Regions from separate parts of the Rattus norvegicus genome. Here region 2 is linked to region 1. Evidence: chromatin contacts called from public HiChIP or PLAC-seq data. All regions are on one chromosome and are shown on one strand. Each heading gives the region's core, a stretch centred on a gene start, on an enhancer-like site or on the middle of the called end of the contact. The rest is flanking DNA. Distances are from core to core; before and after follow the strand shown.

Region 1 (6,567 bases), core at 1,109-3,608:
TCCTGGTGAGTGGCCATAAAAATAATCATTTTACACTGGACTTGGTTTAGTTCACATGGTTACTTTTCTTGGGCTGTCTTTGCCTAAGAAAACTGTAGCTTTTTCTGACAAGCGTGACATTGTGCTGGCACCTCTGTCTCCCTTGAATCTGCCACTGGCTTTGGCTTTTTTCCCACAGCTTCACTATGCATTGCCCTGTCAGATGCTGCTTGCAGAGCTCTGAGATTCAACACTGCTTGGACCGTGCTTTTCTTTGGAATCTTTTTGGGAAGGGTCCCTAACTCTTAGAAAACCAGCATCGGGTAGATATTTTCTTGGTCTGCTAGCAGGAGTTGTCTGTAGGACCATCTAATCAACAGGTATTGCTGCCTCTGAGTGCCTTGCTTACCAAACCCAGGCAGAGAGGCATCTTTTCTGTGGCCCCAAGTCAAGCACTGGACTTTTTACAGAGACCAATAACTACACCTTCCTTAGACATATGTGCAAAGATATAGTTGTTGTTTAAGAAACAAGCATATACAAGAACTGATGAGATTTAAATAAGGTCTGTAGTGTAATCATCTTAGTTTCAGTTTCTAGATTTTAATAAAATAATATGTAAGCTGTTGTTGCTACCAGAAAAGTTGAAGAATAAACAGGATCCTCTCTATACTGTGTTTTTAAATTTTTGTGAGTTTAAGTTTTTTGGAATATAAATCATAGTCTAGGCATCAAGTTATAATCTAGAGGAACAAAAATGTTTAATAAAATATCACTATGTCCAAATGTCATTGTAAAGAAATGTACAGAACCAAAGTCCACTGGCCTCCATTGTGCCTCAAGGAGGCTGGGGTGTGTCTTCGGCCTTCTGCCTTTGCACTTCCCTAGGTTTTGTGAGCCAGTGTTTCCCTCCTGGTAAATTTCTTTTTCTAACATCAGTTGTGTGGTTTTCATTCTGAGAAGATGGAGGGATCTACACTGCTTCCAGAAGTTGGTCTGTTAGGTGTCTTATATCTACGAAATGCTGCCTCTTAGTGGTGAGGAACTAGAGAAACATGGACATGGTGGGATGTTTAACATGTCTGTGACAAGATACAAGAGCTTTAGGAAAGAAAAGGTTACCAACAGCTGCTTTCCCATGTGTTGGAAAGATGTCTACATCCTGATTTCGTCGCTTTTATAAAAGGAGACTGATGATCAACCCGGGCCATGTCACTCTCAGTGTATGTATTGTATGTATGGAGGGTCTGTACAAATACGGGGATAAGCAGGCAGGACCTATCAGTGAGAAATGCACACCCGAGCCCTCTACAAATTCATGTTGTGGTTGGATTTTCAGAAGTTATGTAAAGCACCTATGTACCATGCGGTTCTTCTGTGGTGGTGTGGATACCTACCATCACTGTGCCCATTTAAAATTCAGTATATTAGCAAGAAGGACTACTTTTACAATGCACTCCTTACAATAGCTAGATAAAAGTAGACTGCTCTTGAATTTAGCTGCTTGTGGTTTTGTTGCTCGTTTGATTAAATATACAGTATCAAGATTAAGCTCATGATTTTAACCTTTGAAAAGAAAGCAATAATACAGTGGTTGCTTGGTGAACAGTGCTGGCTGGTCATGTGATCCCAGCAAAGGACATGAAGCATCAGATACATTTAAAGTTCCCAAAAGGCAAAATCGCTCTGGGGAAGAGATTCTCTGTGGTTAAGAGGACGCCATTTAAATGCCATGCCCTCAAAGTCCTTGCTGCAGTGGTCTTACAGTCTGTCTGCAAACCTTATTTAACAGTAGTGACTGTGGTCAGAGGGTGTCTAGTCCAGGCAGGACTCTTGGTGCCCCTGGTCCCTTCTCTGCCCTAGCCTTTCCACAGCCCTGCAGCTCGTCCTTGAGCCATGAAGGGCAGTTTCTGCTGCAGAGCTGCTGGAGCCGCAGAAAGTTCCGCAGTGGCAGAGCACTGCCTGTTTACACTGTCTGACTGCAGAGTGTTGTGGTTTGGGTTAAGGATTGCTTTTTGTTTTATTTTCTTTTTTATTTCTCAGTTTCTTTTCTCTCCAGATGAAAATAGCTGAAAACATGCATGTTGAATCTAGATTTTTATCACATTATTTTTGAGACTTTTCTTTGAAATGTTAAAAAGTGTAGAAAGGATAGTTATGCCCAGTGGCGGTTGCTGAATATCCTGAACTCTAATGCCTTTTTGAAGATCTCGTCTTTTTCTCATTTAAATGAAAATATAATTACATAATTTCCCTTCCCATCCCTCTCTTCAACCCCTTCCCCTGTGTCCTGGACACACACACACACACCACACACACACACACACACGGAGACTCCTAGCCTCTGTTCACTGTTACTGCTCTGTGTCCTGCCCCTTGGTACTGGACAACCAAATAAGGGCTCATTCCCAGGGACACTGTTTCCCGGTCTCAGCCCTGTAGACCAGTTCTCTGTCTAGAGGTGGAGACCCCGAGGTTCCCCTTCCATGTTAGCACAGCTCTTGGTATATCGGGTCTTGTGAGGTAGCCGTGTTGTTAAGGAAGCTTATTTGTCATTTCTCGGAGACACAGTCTCACAACAGATTTCTTTGTCCTCTTGCCTTTGATGCTCTGTTTTGTTACAGATGTACCCGTTATTTCTGGCTCCCCACATACCTTCTCATCTTTTCGCAGAATGATAATACATAATTGAACGGCTTTGGTGTTTGTACTGTTACCCTCTCTTGCCCCCCACCCCCCTCATGCCCTGATGTGACTCATGACCATTTAGCAATGTGGGACATTCACATGGGTGTGGGTGGATGAGCAAGAGGGAAAGGATTTGGGGTGTTTCTTTTTTTTATTATGAAAGTTACATGTGTTTACTACAATAAAACAGGAATATGGAAAAATTCAAAAAGTAAAGATTATTACATAATTTGACATTTTAATGTAATATTCCTTTTATACAGTTAGATATACTGATTCATATATATGCAATTGCAATATATTTATATATATATATATATATATATATTTTTTTTTACATTGTGTCCAAGATCCTGACAGTTAGATAATCTTAGGATTCGGGGTTTGTATCTTAGATAGGGATGGTGTAGGTGCCATCTCTTCTATAATGCCACCCAGGTGTTCCCTTTGCAGTGAGACATTGAATGCTCATATGAAATCAAGTAAATCAAAGATGGTGATGAGTTCCAGCCCAAGGCAGAGCTACCTACAGTGAAACACAGTCTATCATGGAAGGCACGAGTGTCAACAAAACATACATCATATATTCATTTCAGAAGCTTTTAGAGTTTTTCCTTGTGTTTTGAAAGCTTGCTACCTCTCTGTGACATATAAATAAAATTGGAAAGTCATTTTCATGAGCTAGTTGTAGCCAGACCATAACTAATGTCTTGGAATTTTCTCTCATCAGTATACAGTTGCTATGTAATAAATGTATGCAGTGTACAGAAGTCATGTGTAATCCAGGCTGAATTTTAAATTAGTAAGAGCTATTGCACATTAAAAATATTTTAAATAGAAAGTCAGATAGTGATTTTTAAGTAGGATTGAATTTTCAGCCTGTAACATTTGCATGTGGCAGGTAACACTTTGATCAAGAGTGTGTACACACTATATCATAGAGAACTGATCCTTAACTCAAGGTATACTTGAAAAACAGCATCTGGAACCAGGAAAGGCATGCTTTAAAGCTATGGGTCCATAGCAGAAGAAGGAAGGAGGAAAGAACCTGGTCACTTGCTAGAGATTTGTTCAGAGTGACATTAAAAATGGCCTGCTGTCACTTGCTTGTCGGTATGTCTTTTTGTTTTTCGTTTGTTTTTTGTTTGCAGTATCAAGTCTTCAATACTAGCCACTCTGGGCAATGTAAGAGAGGCTGTCTTTAACTTAGTTAAATAACTGATTAATTAGCCTCGTCTCATCCTCAGTCTTTAAGCCAGCAGCATTGCTGTTATTTAACGTTATGGAAACTTTTGCTTATGCTGTGGTAGGGACTGACTGAAGCACATTACATGTTGTATTAGACCTGGTTAGTGAGTATGTGCCACCGTCGTGAGTGTAGTACATGTGAGTTTCCTCCTCGTGTCACATGCCTTCTGAAGGAGCCTGGTTCACGTAAGACTCCATCAGGGAGTCAGGCACATGGCCGTCCTCAGCAGGGTTTGGCATGGAGAAGACATGAGGTAGGCTGAGGTAGACTTCAGAGCTCTCCAGGTATCTTAGCTCCTCCATCTTAGCCCCAGACGACCAGAAAATCCAGGGAAGAACGAGTGTCTGACGAGCTTCACCTTCTGTTGTCTCTGCTCGCTAGCTCAACCCTGGTTAACTGCAGGGAAATGGAGTCACACCTCCGGCAGTTGTAAGAGCCCTTCAAACCTAGACTGTCCTCCACAGCACTCGGCACTGCCTCTGAAAATACACGCATGGCTCTCGCTGCTGTACATCTACCATTAACTTAAAAGTTCTGTTGATTTAAAAGAACAGTTAAAGCAGTAACACAGATGTTACAAGATAAGACCAGCACTCAGATAATTAACTTTCTGTCTGTGTGATCTTCATCCCAGAAGCCTCCCAGAGTTCTTTTCTTAGCCCAGATGTTATAGGTGTATTGTGAAAAGGAAATGCAGATGTGTCCCATGGCTCAGAGAATTCCATGAAGCTCTGGCCTACATCATTCCTTTGACCCTTTGTCCTCTTCCTTTCTTGCCCATTTTTCACCCCAGGAATAACCTCTTACCTAGATTTTCTCATTCTCCCTAAGTGCTTCAGGTTAAATTGTATTTTGGGTTCCTGATGGGCAATGTTGTCTCTGTCATTGCCTCAGATAAGACTGATGCCACTTCTCACTTGACTGATGGGAGATAATATCGTCAGTCAGGGCCCCTTCCTGTGGGCTTCTGTCAACCACACTGGGCACAGATTATCAAGAGGAACAGAGCTGTTTCAGGCTCCACTGTGTGTTCAGGGCTGGTGCTTTGGGCTGTGTATACCATACCCTGTCCAACTTTACACAGCAGCCATGGCCAATGTATTTGTCCGATGTCCTGTCCCTAGGCAGGAGCGTCAAAGTGAGTGAGATGGAAACCTTAGCCTTGATCTTTGGTGAGAGTTCTTTCTAAGAAGCATTAATGTTGCTCAAGGAGACTTGCAGTACACGTTTGTGTGTTAAAAGCTTAGGGACATGAGAATGAAGAATCTTAACCAATTCAGTCCTTCCAAAACTTACTTGATCACTGACTTTCTCATGTAAGAAACATGAACCTCCTATTGAACCACTTTTAGAAGTGCTAATCTAAATGCTAATTTTAAAATATTAGTTCAGGTGATCCATTTCTTTAGCTGTGTTTATTCTTAATTTCGTTCTGCTTCTCCCCTTCTTGATTTTATTTCCGATTACATTTAATATATAATGCATGTTTGTTTTCCAGCAAGTTGTTTTCTATACTCTTGTTTTAGTTTTGTTTTTGTTTTCTTTTGCTCCTTTTGGTCCTTTATGAGTATATATGAAGAACTGCCTTTCTAATCCAGTCTTCAAGTAGCATCTTACTACATCTGCTCCTAGAGACTGCCCACTGACTCGCTGCTTCCACTGTGTGTGCCGAGAGTTGGCAGAAATGCGGTAGCTTTAGAGATGGATGTAACTGAGTTCAGACCTCTGCTCTGCTGCTTCACAGGCCTGGCCACAGGCAGATCACTCATTTTCTCACTCACCCATCCAGACTGCATCTTCAGGCCAGTGGGACCCTTGTCCTGACTATAAATAGTTTAGTGGATATTTTTGAGAGTATATTTTTAAAAGCTGGTAGAGACTATTTCCCTTAGAAGAGGCACTAAATAGCATTCAACAGTGGTTTATATCGCATACTACAGTGAGGCCAAAATGTAAATTAAAGTAAGAATTAAAAATATAGACTTTCTAAAGTGTCCCTTGACTCAGCAACTTTTACCAGGTGCCCCCTGTATGCCAAGCTCTGTGGTAGACATGATTGTCCCTTTGTGTTTAAGAATGCTTGCAGGAAACATTTTTGATAGCTCATTCTAAAGAATTATTTAATTTCACAGAGGAAGAAAAAGATGGACATAGAGACAAAATTTTACACAGCCTCCTGCCTTGGGGTTTCCATGAGTAGGGGAGACATTATTTGATTTCTTGGAAGCAGCTGAGAGCCCAGATTTATAACCTAAAGATTCCTCATGTGCATGGATGCCCTTGAGCAATATCCACCCAAGAATGTACCACACATTCACCCTTTGGTAAGTTTTTGAATCCTGAACATTTCCATGAAGGTCAAATGAAATGTTTTAGAACATCCAAGGAGGATTCCCAGGGCAGCAGTTAGCTCTGTTCTCACACACACAGGTGTGCCAGCATAGAGGTATCTTACATTATACTGTGGTCCTCTAGAGTCAGTTGTTGTAAAACAGAAATAGGACATGTGATAGAAACATCCTAGAAGGCAAGGAAAATGTAAACCGCCCTCACAGGATGGTTTTGTTGTAAGTCACACATAGCAAATTATAAATGACATGCATGGAAATTAAATTTAAAGTCTAAACGTTGGTCAGAAACTGACTATCATT
Region 2 (6,666 bases), core at 333-2,832, 46 kb before region 1:
ACCTGCTGGCCAAAGCTCCTGGTCTAGTAGCCCCATAGTCAGAGTAGAGTGGCTTAATGAGTTAGAGAAAGCACAGAGTACACACCCACTGGAAAATCTCTCACCACCACACACTGCTCTGGTTCCCTTCCTTCTGCTGTGATAAAATATGACAAGAAGCTTTATCTGGCTTATACTTTAAGGTTATAGTCCGTCCATCATTCAGAGAAGTCAGGGTAAGAAGTCTTGACAGAATTCCATTTGCAGGCTTGTGTTTAGCTCATTTTCTTATACAGCCTGAGATTACCTGCCCAAGAATAGTGTCACCCATAGTGAGCTGCCCAAAAATGGTGTCACCTGTAGTATGTGTCAGTACTCTCCCACAGACTTGCCCACTGGCCAATTGAAGCTTTCATCTCAGATGACTCTAGGCAGTGCCAGGTTGACAGTTAAAGCTAAGTAGCACATACACTTTACAATGCAGGACCTCGAAATGTTGGAGAAATGCAAGAGACATTGAAAGTACCTGCTGAACTGAGGGGAAAGTGGAAGATCTGTGAGTGAACAATGTTTGTCTTTATTTTTTTCTCCCACCATTTTATGTAATTGAGTGTTTGTCTGTGCATCATATGGGTACAGTACCTAAGAAGGCCAGAAGGCAGTGTTAGATCCCCTGGGGGCTGGAATTGCAACTATGCACTGAAATAGGGTTCTGGGATTCCAACCGGGTTGTCTGAAGGAGCTGGTGGGTGTAACTTTTGAGCTGTCCTGCCAGACCTTTTTTCTTATTTTGGGAGGGAAGAGGGGGTAGGTATTTTATCGATTATCTCTTTTTAGTTTTTTTAAGAGAGAAGTCAGTTGTACGTTATTTATGAAACTAATTCTTAGGATAGTTAATAAATAAATAGGGTTACTGCGAAAGCCTTAATATATCTTTATCCTCAGGAGAACTTTCCCAAAAAAATGCAGAAATTGTGGAAATCTTGCCCCGTAAAACAGTCATTGGAGTAAGAGCGAATCCAGCATAGTACATTGTCTTCCTCAAGTGAAGACATGTGAATAAAAATAATCTTCGACTCTGTCCACTCTATGACAAATTCTAAAGTGCACTCCAGTCACAGGAGGCCGTGGTGCATGGTAATTAGTGAGCAGGTGTGAGCAGACACTGAGCACTGATTGTGCCGTCTAGTACAGAACCGCATTTCTGCGTTATGTGAATTTGCACGGTGTTTTAGAGTAGTCAAGCAGCCCATGAGGAAAGCATGTCTAGTAGAGCTCTGCTTCAGTTTTGCCTGACTGCCCTTGCTATGAGAAGTAAATGGGGTTTGGGAGACCCTGCTCCCAAGGCAGAGTCCTTGTTGTTCCACAGACAAGAGCTGGCAAAGGTTTAAAGCGAATTTTAAGTATCCAAGCGTCCACTGCAGGATTTTCTCTCCAGAGTAGAACTTAAAGAGAAATTACCCCTACTATTAGCTGGAAAGGGGAACAGGTTTTAATGGGAGTGGAAAATAAGAAATTGTTTGAAGCTTGTGGGGAGCAAGTGAAGGCTTTGGGAAAATCCCCAGGGAAATTCTCTGATCTTAAGCAATCCCAAGGCATGGAAGAAACTCTAGCCTGTTTAGCGAGTGAGTCATCAGGTCAGGATCCTGAGTTACACAGACCATTGTTTCTGTAGTCAGTTCACGTTGTGGGTTTTGTAAATCTCTGGGGAGATTTTTCTTTCTTCTTCAGAACTTCCTATCCTCTATTTAGTGCTCAAAGAATGAGGGTGGGGGTGAGGTAAGGGAATCGGAGAAAAAAAGACACAAGTGCTTTCTAGAAATTTGGGGATAGAGCACATAGGAAAAAGACCTCCTTGGTAATTACCCCAAAATTGATGTTGGGAGGAAATAAAGTAAGAAATAATCAGAATTGAGGCAGAGACATTTCTGAATGTTAAGAGGAGACAAATCAGTGTCTCTTACAAATCTATCAGAAGAGCCAGAAACTATTGTACTAAGACTAGAAAAGAACTGGAAGAAAGACGGCCATGTATGGACTACAGTCAAAGAAGTAACAGGTGCAGTTAGTTTATGGGTCATCTAGTATGTACACCTTCACAGTGCTAAAAAGTGGAGTGAGACCCTGATCCCACCAAGTGTGGACATATACACCTGGAATCTGAACACTCAGCAGGTGGAGGCAGGAAGAAGAATCAGGATTGATTCCTAGGCCATTCTCAGCGGCACGGGAAGCTGTTTGGGCAACGTGGGACCCTCAACTCAAAGGGGAAAAAAAAGATCCTGAATCCCCAAGGGATTAGAACACATGCCTGACACTCAGAGTCCAAACCCAATCTAGGCTATGCAACCCCACCATACTAACAAGAAATAGTTGTTTGGTTTTGTTGAGGCAAGGTCTCATCGTATAGCCCAAACTGGCATAGAAATCATCATTTAGTCCAAGCTGGCCTTTTACTTATGATGTGTGGCTTCAGTCTACAAGCACTAAGATTGTAGGAGTGTTACCATCCTATGCTGAAAGAACGTTTTCAGAGAAGGTGTTGTACGGAGCTTGTAACCTGCTGAGTCTCCTTTTTGGGTTTGAGAAACTATTCATCTAAGTGAGGCGTTCTGTACCCTCAGCTTCCGTGTATGTGAAGTGAAATTTGGGTTGGGGACGGGGAAGCCTTGGATATAAACTGATATGTATATCCTGTTTATTTTTGTTGAGCTGGCCTCTAATTGAAGATATTCTTGCCTCAGCTACTTCAGTAGCTGGGATGACAGGCCCGTGCCACCATGATCTGTTCAAATAACTATTTATGTAACATTTACACTGTTTGGGGTGTTACAGGAGACCTAGAGATTTAAAATAACCACAAGAACTAGCATGTGGTCTATGTAAATAATATAGCATTTTTCAGAAGCTAGCTTGAATATCACTAGCTTGAATCCCCCTTGGGAACAAGGAGGTAGTTGTAGTTTTTTAAATTAAAGGTACTTTAAGTATATAAAATCCATTAACCTCATGCCTTACCACAACTATCAAACAAAAAAATATGGAATGGACTCTTTTTTTCTTTTAATTTTTTATTAGATATTTCTTTACTTACATTTCAAATGTTATTCCCTTTCCCAGTTTCCTGTCCATAACCCCCCATCCTTTTCCCTCCCCTTCCCGCATACGGGTATTCCCTCCGTACATCCCCCTTACTGCCCCCCCCTATTCCCCTGCACTGGGGGAATGAACTTTAGTAACAAGTACTGCTCCTCCTGTAGACCTTTGCAAACATTAGTCAAACCATGTATAATTATTGAGGCTGGACCATAAACTTTGTCTGTGTCTGTCACACATCATTGGATGGTGAAGGGACTCCAGGCTCACTTTTGAGATGTGGAATAACTTAAGAGGGTTACTGTGCTGAATCACTTGACATGGTATTAAGTGACACCAAAGTAGGTAGATAACATTGAGAAGTTCCTAGGCCACTTAAGCTTTTGAGTGTGTTCTCCAAACATGGAGTCCATTACCTCAACCGGAGCATGGACCATAAAGTTAAAGCTTTGCAGGAAGAATACTCCCTAACTAAACTAGAACTGCCTTAAGTAGAGGGGTTCCATTTTCCACTCTTAGTATCAAAAATAGAAGCCACTTTTAAATCATTTACAGCCTTTAATTTCACTCATAACTGCAGAGAAAGGACTGAAAGGAAGGCTACCCCCTCTTTACAATATAACTCAGTCTACAAAGTGTAACATAATAAGAAAGTCTTCCTTTATCTTATCTTAAGATTAAACATTTTCTAAAATCGACTACCTTTCTGAGTGGTTGCATTTTTCTTTACATTCTCATATGACATACAATAAAAGAGCATTCATGTTTTCAAACACTTTGTGTCTAGAGACCTAGTAATAAATGGGATTAAGGTGGCCCGTTAGTAACCCCTGATGTCATAGATTGCCCCTGCACTTCTAGCTCTTGGATATTGTGTCCCACTGGGGACATTTGTCAAGTGAATTAATCATCAGAGTAGGGATGAAAATTTTTGTGTGAAATGCTATATGGATGTGTACACACATCAATTAATATAATAGTCTGCACACATATCAGGGCCTAAGAATGATTGTGCACATTATAAAAGAACTCATTCCATAAAATGAAAATCCTGACATTTAGTGGGATCTAGTTTCTGTCATGCTAATGTGCATCTTGAGGAAGTAGGATTTGATTTCAAAGGTTTGATTAATAGAGAACTTAAGAACTGCAAAGGGGAAGATTTTACCTTTAAGGAAACAGCACCCAGTGGTGAATGATGTTGAGTCCTTCTGAGCAAGGACTACAGCGTCCGTCCATCTCGGTCTTCTGTAACTCAGTATTTCAGGGTCCCCTGTCTGGGAAAAGCCTCCTCCTAGTCAGGCATTGTGTCTGAGCTGATCCTTAGAGAGCATTATCTGAGAGAGGCATGCTGAGAACCAGCTGTCCCGTGCTGGGTAGGGCAGGCATTTCACATTAGCCTTTGAACCCTTTTAAGAAGACTGCACTTTAAGTTAACCAGTGTCCTAAATTGCAATGAAATGTAATTTACCAGAGGATTAGCTAGATCTTTGTGATGTTTATTTCAGACTTTTTATCCATATAATAACTTAGGGACATCATGAATTATTAATATGATAACAAATACCCTTGGTACCCACACATAATCATGTGTAAAACACAAGTGCACAACTTGAGAGTGTCTTCAGTAGAAGCAACTTTTTGCTTAATGTTCATGTTGAAAATTAAACTTTAAATATAAAAATCGTTCAAAACATGGAAGATTACCCTAGCTTTCAACAGGAATGTAAGAATCAGAAGACTATCAGAGGGATGAAAGGCCATCCTCACCTGCTCAGTGGGTAACACCCAGACAGAAAAACACAGTGATTTGCAACCTACTAGTAAGGGAGAAAAGCTGAGTGCAGGCTACATGTAAGACATTGCTTACCTAAGTAGAGACTCTGTATATTTACTAAGAGAGGAGGTCAGCAAAAAAGGAAAGTGGTTTTTTAGAGCAGTGGGACTGTGCTTAACATTAACTGAAACTATTTTTTTTTTAGCCAACAAGATGACTTGGGGAGTCAGGAGCTTGCTGTCAAGCCTGAGAAAATCAATGAGTAACTAAAAGTGACAAGAAAATGTGCAGAACTTTGTATTTTAAGTAATATTAACACCATTTGATGTTAGCCAATATTCTAAGTTTAAAGTTATTAGATTAGTTGCTAATGCTTTAAAGCCCACTAATTTCTTGGTAGTGCCCAAAAGCTGAGGATTGAATGTAAGGCGTTAACATGTAGGCTAGCACTCTGCCACTGGGCTTCATTCCCAACCCAGGAATGCCTTTGAGGTGCTGTACAGGGTTGTCTTAGAGCATACATACAGCAGGCAGTCCTGGGCATGCTTCATGCCAACCCCTACTTTGCCTGTCCCATCATGCTGTGGGCATGAATAGTATTCAGAATATACTTGTTTTTATAGTAGTCTTCAAACCACTATAGTGTGTCTTCAAATGTGTTTTGAGTATGATTGCAATGTTCACATATGGTCATACACAGAGGTATATTCTCTGTGTGGTGCTGTATAGCATGAAAACTCAGGCTGAAGTTGTCGCCTTCTTTCATCTCACCCTACAGTAAACCATTGTATATATCCTAGTAAAGTCAGCAGTCTAAGGAAGAGTGAGGCTGAAAGGGGATTTAATGTGGTAGCTCCACCATCTACGTTAAAAAATGTTCTTGTCAACTATTCATCCCTTGCGAAACTTGGGGTAAATAAATCAAAATGCCTTTCACCATCAATTCTAGATAACATTGGCTGAGAACTTGTTCCAAATATCATTAAAAGCACGTTATTTGCTTTGATTTTTCACTTAATCTACTCAAAATTGCCTTCTATAAACACTCGTGTTTTGCAGATAAGGGAACTGAAGCGCAGGGTCTGTCTAATGCGAGCCAATCCTGTAGGAAGTGCAGGTGGAATTTGACCCTAGGTAGTGTTGCTCCATATGACAGTCCCTAAACGCTGTAGTTAAATTCTGGCATGGGACAGCATCCATCCTGCTGTCATCTTGACTGAACCTCAGTGAGTATGAGCTATTGCAGCATGTGTTCAAGCACTGGGTCAAGACGCAAACAGTGTATTTACTAGAACACTGTAGGATCCCAGAACCTGGGGTCGCTAAAGGTTAACCAGCTCAGGAATTTACTGTCTGTTCTCCGGCATAAACTCATGTTCTCTTGGGGTAGCTCCTGACACATACAAACTGGGGAGCCTTGTTCTGGTCAAGGTTTTACTTCCTTCGGAACTCTCAGTGTTTTATAGCATGGGAATGGTGTTTTCATGACTTTTTCTCCCCTTAAATACCTTGCTGTACCTATAATTATTATTTTCCAAGAATGGAACAGAAATTGCTTCTAGATGAAAGAACCATGGTACTCGTGGGTGGGTATGCTACTCGAAAGTTTGCAGCTCCAGCAGAAATTAGAGGTTCACAAGGTAATTGCTGTGATTACAGTTTTCTTCTTGGCCCCAGACAGGAGCTCTTGAAACACAATATTCTACTAATTTTTTAAATGTACAATTTGCAAGGCTACAGGAAATTACCATGAGTATGTGCTATTTCTCCCCTATTTTCTATGGGAGTTAAACATGTCATTGGGTCTTTTTGAA

The links. HiChIP or PLAC-seq counts read pairs in DNA pulled down with a chosen protein or histone mark.
Region 2: an H3K27ac HiChIP or PLAC-seq map of oligodendrocytes shows a contact between it and region 1, with 3 times the contacts expected there. The contact joins two enhancer-like sites. A contact is called at or near these places in 2 of 12 Hi-C or Micro-C datasets (Schwann cells and frontal cortex) and 1 of 1 datasets of contacts at active chromatin or transcription factors (oligodendrocytes).

What each region holds. Positions count from the first base shown.
Region 1 is chr7:97,770,797-97,777,363 of GRCr8, reverse strand. All of the region lies in intron 5 of Asap1 (ArfGAP with SH3 domain, ankyrin repeat and PH domain 1), which reads left to right. Among named protein-coding and RNA genes, the nearest start is that of Cyrib, 120 kb to the right of the region's middle. Within about 2 kb of position 2,358, at least 27 of the 93 cell types and tissues checked have an H3K27ac peak or open chromatin away from gene starts, as enhancers often do.
Region 2 is chr7:97,816,132-97,822,797 of GRCr8, reverse strand. All of the region lies in intron 3 of Asap1 (ArfGAP with SH3 domain, ankyrin repeat and PH domain 1), which reads left to right. Among named protein-coding and RNA genes, the nearest start is that of Asap1, 160 kb to the left of the region's middle. Within about 2 kb of position 1,582, at least 18 of the 93 cell types and tissues checked have an H3K27ac peak or open chromatin away from gene starts, as enhancers often do.